2 separate regions of the Triticum aestivum genome follow, and region 1 is linked to region 2. The links are chromatin contacts, called in public Hi-C maps. All regions are on one chromosome and are shown on one strand. The core of a region is the stretch at or near the end of the contact, and the rest is flanking DNA. Distances in the headings are between cores, read along the strand shown. Region 1 holds the start of LOC123181344 (STE20/SPS1-related proline-alanine-rich protein kinase). Region 2 holds the start of LOC123181343 (cytochrome b5).

What was found. Hi-C and Micro-C count contacts between places; a contact is called where the count stands out from the background.
Region 1: a Hi-C map of leaf shows a contact between it and region 2, with 6 times the contacts expected there. The contact joins the promoter of LOC123181344 here to the promoter of LOC123181343 in region 2. A contact is called at or near these places in 3 of 5 Hi-C or Micro-C datasets (all in leaf).

What each region holds. Positions count from the first base shown.
Region 1 is chr1D:258,385,802-258,388,900 of IWGSC CS RefSeq v2.1, reverse strand. It overlaps LOC123181344 (STE20/SPS1-related proline-alanine-rich protein kinase), which reads right to left and starts at 1,342. Exons shown (of 21, transcript XM_044593595.1): 1 at 909-1,342. The coding sequence starts at 1,106.
Region 2 is chr1D:258,055,704-258,058,851 of IWGSC CS RefSeq v2.1, reverse strand. LOC123181343 (cytochrome b5) reads left to right here and starts at 1,258. Exons shown (of 4, transcript XM_044593594.1): 1 at 1,258-1,514; 2 at 1,656-1,770; 3 at 2,713-2,779; 4 at 2,890-3,148. The coding sequence starts at 1,684. The coding sequence ends at 3,140. It overlaps LOC123181342 (protein HLB1), which reads right to left and starts at 1,311. Exons shown (of 14, transcript XM_044593593.1): 1 at 715-1,311. The coding sequence starts at 1,010.

The DNA of each region.
Region 1 (3,099 bases), core at 93-2,592, 330 kb before region 2:
TCTCTTTGGTAGTTTGGTGACATAATACCCCCCCCCTCCCCCTAAAAATAAGGGTGTATCGTAAATATAAGAGGCATTGATTGAGCTTTGGTTACGCCGATACTTGAGCTTGTTGGCATACGTGTATGGTATACATGTTCATGTAGAGATGTATAATAACGACATCCTCCCAAACCCCAAAAGGATAATGTCATGGTACGAACCGCATAATCTTACGTAGCACTAGGAAATGCTGATCCTTGTATCTATATATGAGTCATGAATTCTAGTAGACGACAATGTCCCCTTCTCCTAAGACCTTCGTCATCAAAGAACAAGTGTGCCCACCCAAATGGAAGCACAAGGCCAAGCTGCATGACCGCGTCCCTGCCCATGCAGCATGCATGCAAATTTAAGCATCTCCCTTCTCCAGGCAGGGTTCTGGCAGTGCCACTATGCCGTATCCACCGCCATCAGGTTCATACATCGGCAAAAAAATTGCTCGAAGTAAATGATAGTTGCCGATGTTGCGACATTCTAGCAAAAATAACTGACCCTCTCAACCAGCTGCAAGCCAAAAGAAAACATCCAAAAATACAGCCACCCTAAGAATTGAAAATGCTGCATATACAGGACTCAACTGATCGTCCTAGCCTCTTTACAACGACTAGTGGCGCATCATTAAAATGCTAATTTATTAACTGTCACTATATTATGTAGAAGCAAATCCTGGAGTAGGCGAGGCTAATAGGACGCTAGACAGGCCAAATTCCAGCGCGATCTCCAAAGCTACCGAATCAGCAGTAGGATCCACTCCAATCAACCAATGGATCTCTCGCCAGATCAAACAGCAGAGGACGCCCAGAAGCAGCCCAACGCCGAAACCGTAAGAGAGCAGGGAGGGAGGGAGGGACGAGACGGATGCTCACGATGTTGTTGTTGAGCTGGTCGAGATCCAGGCACTTGACGGCAACGGTCTGGTTCCTGGGGAGGAAGAGCGCGCGGTACACGACGGCGTGCGCGCCGTAGCCCACCTCCTCCATGAGCCGGTAGTCGGCCGGGTTCACCGTGAACGACGGAGGCGCCGCGGCGGCCGCGCCCCGCTTGACGCTCCCGTTCCTGCCCATGCCGCCCCGCCGGCCGCCAGAGGCAGCGCCGATGGCCCTCCGGTGCCCTCGGGACCAGCGGAGCTCGCCCCCTACGCCCCGCCGCGCTCGACCTGGCCTCTGACCAGTGTCTCCCGCGCGAGCTGGGAGGAGGGAGAGGAGAGATGCTAGAGAGAGAGGGCGTGCTACGCTGGAGAGAGAGGGGAGGAGAGGGGTGAAGAGGAAGAGGAAGAGGAGATAGCGAACGGAAGGACGCTTAACAAACGGGGTCGCGAAAGGGAGCAAAATACTAATGATTTCGGCGGTGACGTGGCGGGGGCGGGGGCGGCGACGTGGGGACGACCTGCCGGCGAGACCGGTCGATGACCTGTGGCCCCCGCGGAGTTGGGCCGGCGTGTCAGTGGCCGCGGTGGGCAGTGGCAGCGAGGGAGTGGCGTGCGGCCGACTGCCCGGTAGATCTCCGCCTCCCGATGCTGGGCTTCCGAGGGGGGGGATCGTCTGCGGGGAGCGGAAGGACTGGTGTGTACGGACACCGGCAGCTAATCCAAACTCATAAATAACCGAGCGAGATAAGTAAGAAAAAAATTAATTCGGACGCGAGTAAACCGGGAATGCTTTAAGTGACTGATCAATATAGTCTTAATAAGCCGGATATAACTTATACCACACGTTTTTTGTGTGGCCCCAGAAATAAATAAAAAATCATGATCTACTGTCTAAAATCCCTTGAAATAGTGCTTTCGTATATTCCACAGTTCTAAAAAGGATCATTTCGTAACGGCCGCTGAAAATAGTTTCGTATTCTAGAGCGTATTTTTGTTAGTAATATTCCTAACCGCAAAAAACTCGTTAAATTTTAATATAATTGTTTTCCTTGTAATGATTTTGTTGCAGTCGGTGTTGGCCGTCACGTACACACGGGCACGCATACACACGTGTGTTTTGATGTGTTTATCACATTCACCTCTAGGGCTGAAAACATGTGAGGATGAGTCTGTTTAAAAAAAACATGCTAACTCGGTTTATGGTGAGCTAGAGGTCGAGTTAGGGAGTGAGCTTTTGCTTGACTTGTAATCTTGGGCCACTTTTGAGCAAGACAAAATATATTTAAAAAAACAATCCACTTGTTAGACAATGTAAAATTCTCGAACATGGTATACCACAACAACTACAAATAGAAATATAAAAATACACCATTCAAAATGGAATTATGGTAATGAAGTTAAAACTTGGTGTACCATTTGTGAAACAAAGGAGGTACATAATAAATTACAACACATGCGTCATAGTTTCAGAACAAAACAATTATGTAATGCATGTAAGATAATCGTTGACGTGTACCTATCCTACATAATAAATTATTGCATTACAAATGAGAAGTGCAAATAAATTAGTTGCGTATATATGCATCTATAAAAATATCCATAGCATTTACGTTGTTGCAGGGTGTATGAAGCCAAAATTTAATGAGCTGATTTTGGTTCAACTCATTTTTAGTTGAATAGCAATTTGTGCTCACGTTGGCTCCTTTCTTTTTGAGTCATCCGGAGTTGAGCTCAAGTGCTAACAAGTATGAAGGTTTCTCTTTGCATCCTCGGTGACCTCACCGAGAAGGCTCTATCATGCCCTCATAGCATTGGAGTTTTAAGTTAACTAAAGGATACCCACGTGTTGCTGTGAGAATTTGTTGCGAGAAATTTGGGTTGGTAAGAGGAGAACCAAAATTAAAAATACATATAACTTATTATATTTGATTATGTATAGGTGTTGCAATATTTATTGAATGTAAGTGGAATAATTTAATGAAAAACATTTTCCCATGCATGGTTTAATGTTGTGGTAGGTCTTTTCTCCTGCATGCTTGCATGTTGAGGTGAGTTTTATATCATCCCTAATTGTATGGTGAGGCGGCATGCATGTTGGGATAAATAAGCTAGTGGGGATGACTCGGGTTGCCCGTAGTGGGTAGTATTATAAGTCAGTATTGTGCATATGATACTAGCGTATGGTACTA
Region 2 (3,148 bases), core at 9-2,508:
CCCTAGGGTTCTGCTAGAATGGCAGCCACTAATTTTCTTTGCTGAAGTAAGACCACTGGGCTCCTTTGATTCAAAGGAATTCCATAGCATTTTTGAAGGATTAGAATCCTTAGGATTTTTTCCTACATTGGTCGTGTGACTCATAGGATTGAATCCTATAGGAATTTTTCCTATGGAATCATGTGTGTACAGGAAATCTAGCGTCCACTCCAACCTCTTTTTTCACTTCCTTTGTTTTTCCTGTGGCATCAAACACTCTGTGCTAATCCTATGGGATTCAAGTGGGCATGCCATTCTAATCCTTTATTTTTCCTATTCCTGCATTTTGAGAATCCTACGAATCAAAGAGGGCCTGATACCTCGATAAACTATTACATCCAAAAGTAAGCAGTGTGGCAACAGGGGGAATAAGCAACTGCATAATCGACCAGCAGTTCAATTCAAGTTGGCAAGATAAAACGTAATATAATGAGGAAAAAATGTCTACTACTTCAGCAGCTAACCACCAAAACAAAGCAACATCTCAAATGCACAATTCACATAGATGGCATGGGCCCCAACCAACGTGAAGTGATGAACCAATACATTATTACGATTTCAATTATCCAAATGGCTTGGTACTAGGACCCAAGGCAAACAGCCTAACCAAGTCACGGCGATATGCAGTACTGAATGGAGTGCCGATCATGCACAAGGACGCGCGTCTGCACGAACCTGGACGAAGAACCCTCAGCATCGGCGGATCCGACCCCGCCCCCCTCCCCAACGCCTCCGCCCCCGTCCGCCTCGCCGTCCTCCTTGATCTCACCGACGAGCTCCCGCGTGGTGAACGGCTGGGACCCCTCGGCGCCCAGCGCTGCCTTGGCCTCCTCCTCCTTGGCCGTCGCCGATCGCGGCGGCTCCTCCTCTTCCTCCCCCGCCTCGTCCTCCACCTCCACCGCCGCCCTGTCGTCCGCGCCGTCGGGGAATTCCCCGCCGTCCGCGGGTACGGGCCGCGTGGGCTTCTCCATGGCACGAGCCGATCGGCGTCGGGTACACGATCTGGGGGCGGAGGGCGCGGCGCGAGCGTCTCACCGGGGCACTCCTCTCGTGTCTCCTCTCGCGCCACTCGGTCGCGTACGACTGGGCAAACGGAAAGGGTAGCGATCGCCGAGGCCGAGGCGGGCGGGCGCGACTCCGCAAGCTGACGTGCCAACGGACCGAGGGGCCGAGGGTTGAAGTCCCCCAAGGGAGGAAACGGCCCGGCAGGGTCCGGCCCACGACCGCCGCGCGAGGGGCAATTTGGGAAACACGGCCGCGAAGGGATGCGGGAGGGGCCGGACGCGCCGGGCTCAAATACAGCAGACTCCGGCGCCACCGCGCACGCACGCACGCACGCGGAGCGGGGGGCCTGTCCAAAGCGCGTGATCCATTTCCGCCTCCTCGCTTCCTTCTCGGTCTCGGTGCGTGCGCCACTCCGTCGGCCCGTCCCCCTCACCGGCGACTTCTCGCCTCGCGGCCGCTCCCAGCCCCAGGTGAGTGAGAGCGACCCGACGGCCTACCAACAGCGCCCCAACCGCTTTTCTCTCGACGACGTGTCGTGGATCTAGGTGCACAAGGAGGACTGATTTTTTGTTTTTATTTGGTGGTGTGGAATTCTTGGCCTCTCCCCTCAGGGCAGCGTGGGCGCGTGTGTTGCGAGCCATGGCCGGCGAGAAGAAGATGTTCGGCTTCGAGGAGGTCGCCAAGCACAACGTCACCAAGGACTGCTGGCTCGTCATCGCCGGCAAGGTATGCTTCCCTGCTCGCTACCACTCCTTCGTTTTCCTACCCTGGCATCTACTTCTCCTGCGCGTTCTGTGGCTAGTCTTCTTGTTCCGGCACAGGCTTCGCCTGCAAAGCCTGATGAGCTAGATAATACTTCTAGATGCTAGGCCTCTTCACGAGGAAGAATTGAGTCTGCTGGGCTCGTGGAATTGAGTATTCTTGTTGAGCTTGCTCAAGTCAATTCCGCCCAATCAGATCTGTTCAGCTGCTCATACTTCGTCAACAGAGATGTTCTCTGACCAAACACATAGTCCTATGAGGACAAATAGCAAGTGATTTGTTTTAAGCTTGTGTTCCAATTCCACACCAGTTACAGCCTTGTAGCCTTTGGTGCACTCCATGCTGTTACATGCACCTTCTGTAATATTGTAGTACATAGATTGGTCGACTCGTACAAGATCTGTCTTGCGTGTCGCGTATCAGGATTTCATTCTTGACGAGGTGCTGAGGGAAAGGTATTCCAGCAAAATCTTATCAACTGGACAGCTCTTTCATAGGATCAAGTACAAGTATGGGGAGACAGTGAAGAAAAGCTGCTTCCTCTTCTGCAATGTGCATATTAACTAGTCATGGTGGAAGGAAATGGGTCAATTAAGATGTATCAGGGCTGTTAATTCACATGGGCGTGGTTGATGTTGGGTAGCCCCACCAAAATGGTGTCTCTGCACTGCAGTATGTGTGGCCGATATGTTTGTTGGTACCCATTTCAATTGTGTGGCCTTGAATGTTCCAGTGTGGCATGTGTGGCCATACGGTCTAGAGTTTTCTCTGCACCCAGTGGATTAGATTCCGTTGGAGTAAAAGAAAATACCCAGCAGGAATTGAGAAATTTACCTGACGAAATTCCTGTTATGTGTGCTGCAAAATATGCGTGACTATATCAGCTCATGTTGTGTAACATCTCAGGTGTATGATGTCACCCCGTTCATGGATGAGCATCCTGGTGGAGATGAGGTACTGCTGGCAGTAACAGGTGAGTCATTTTCTTTGTCTTTCATAATTGTTGATGAGACTAAGTTCAAAAGTCTTGCGCAACTTCGATCTTAATATTCAAACCTGATCACTACTCTCCAATATAACCAGGGAAAGATGCAACCAGCGATTTCGAAGATATCGGACACAGTGATTCCGCAAGGGAGATGATGGAGAAGTACCACATCGGGGAGATTGATGCTTCAACCATCCCAGCAAAGCGTACATTTGTACCTCCTCAGCAAGGGTCCCATGTCCAGGCCAAGGATAGCGACCTCCTCATCAAGATCCTGCAGTTTCTTGTTCCCATTTTAATCTTGGGGCTTGCATTTGGTATCCGGCACTACAGCAAATCTGAGTAGGCTGTTGT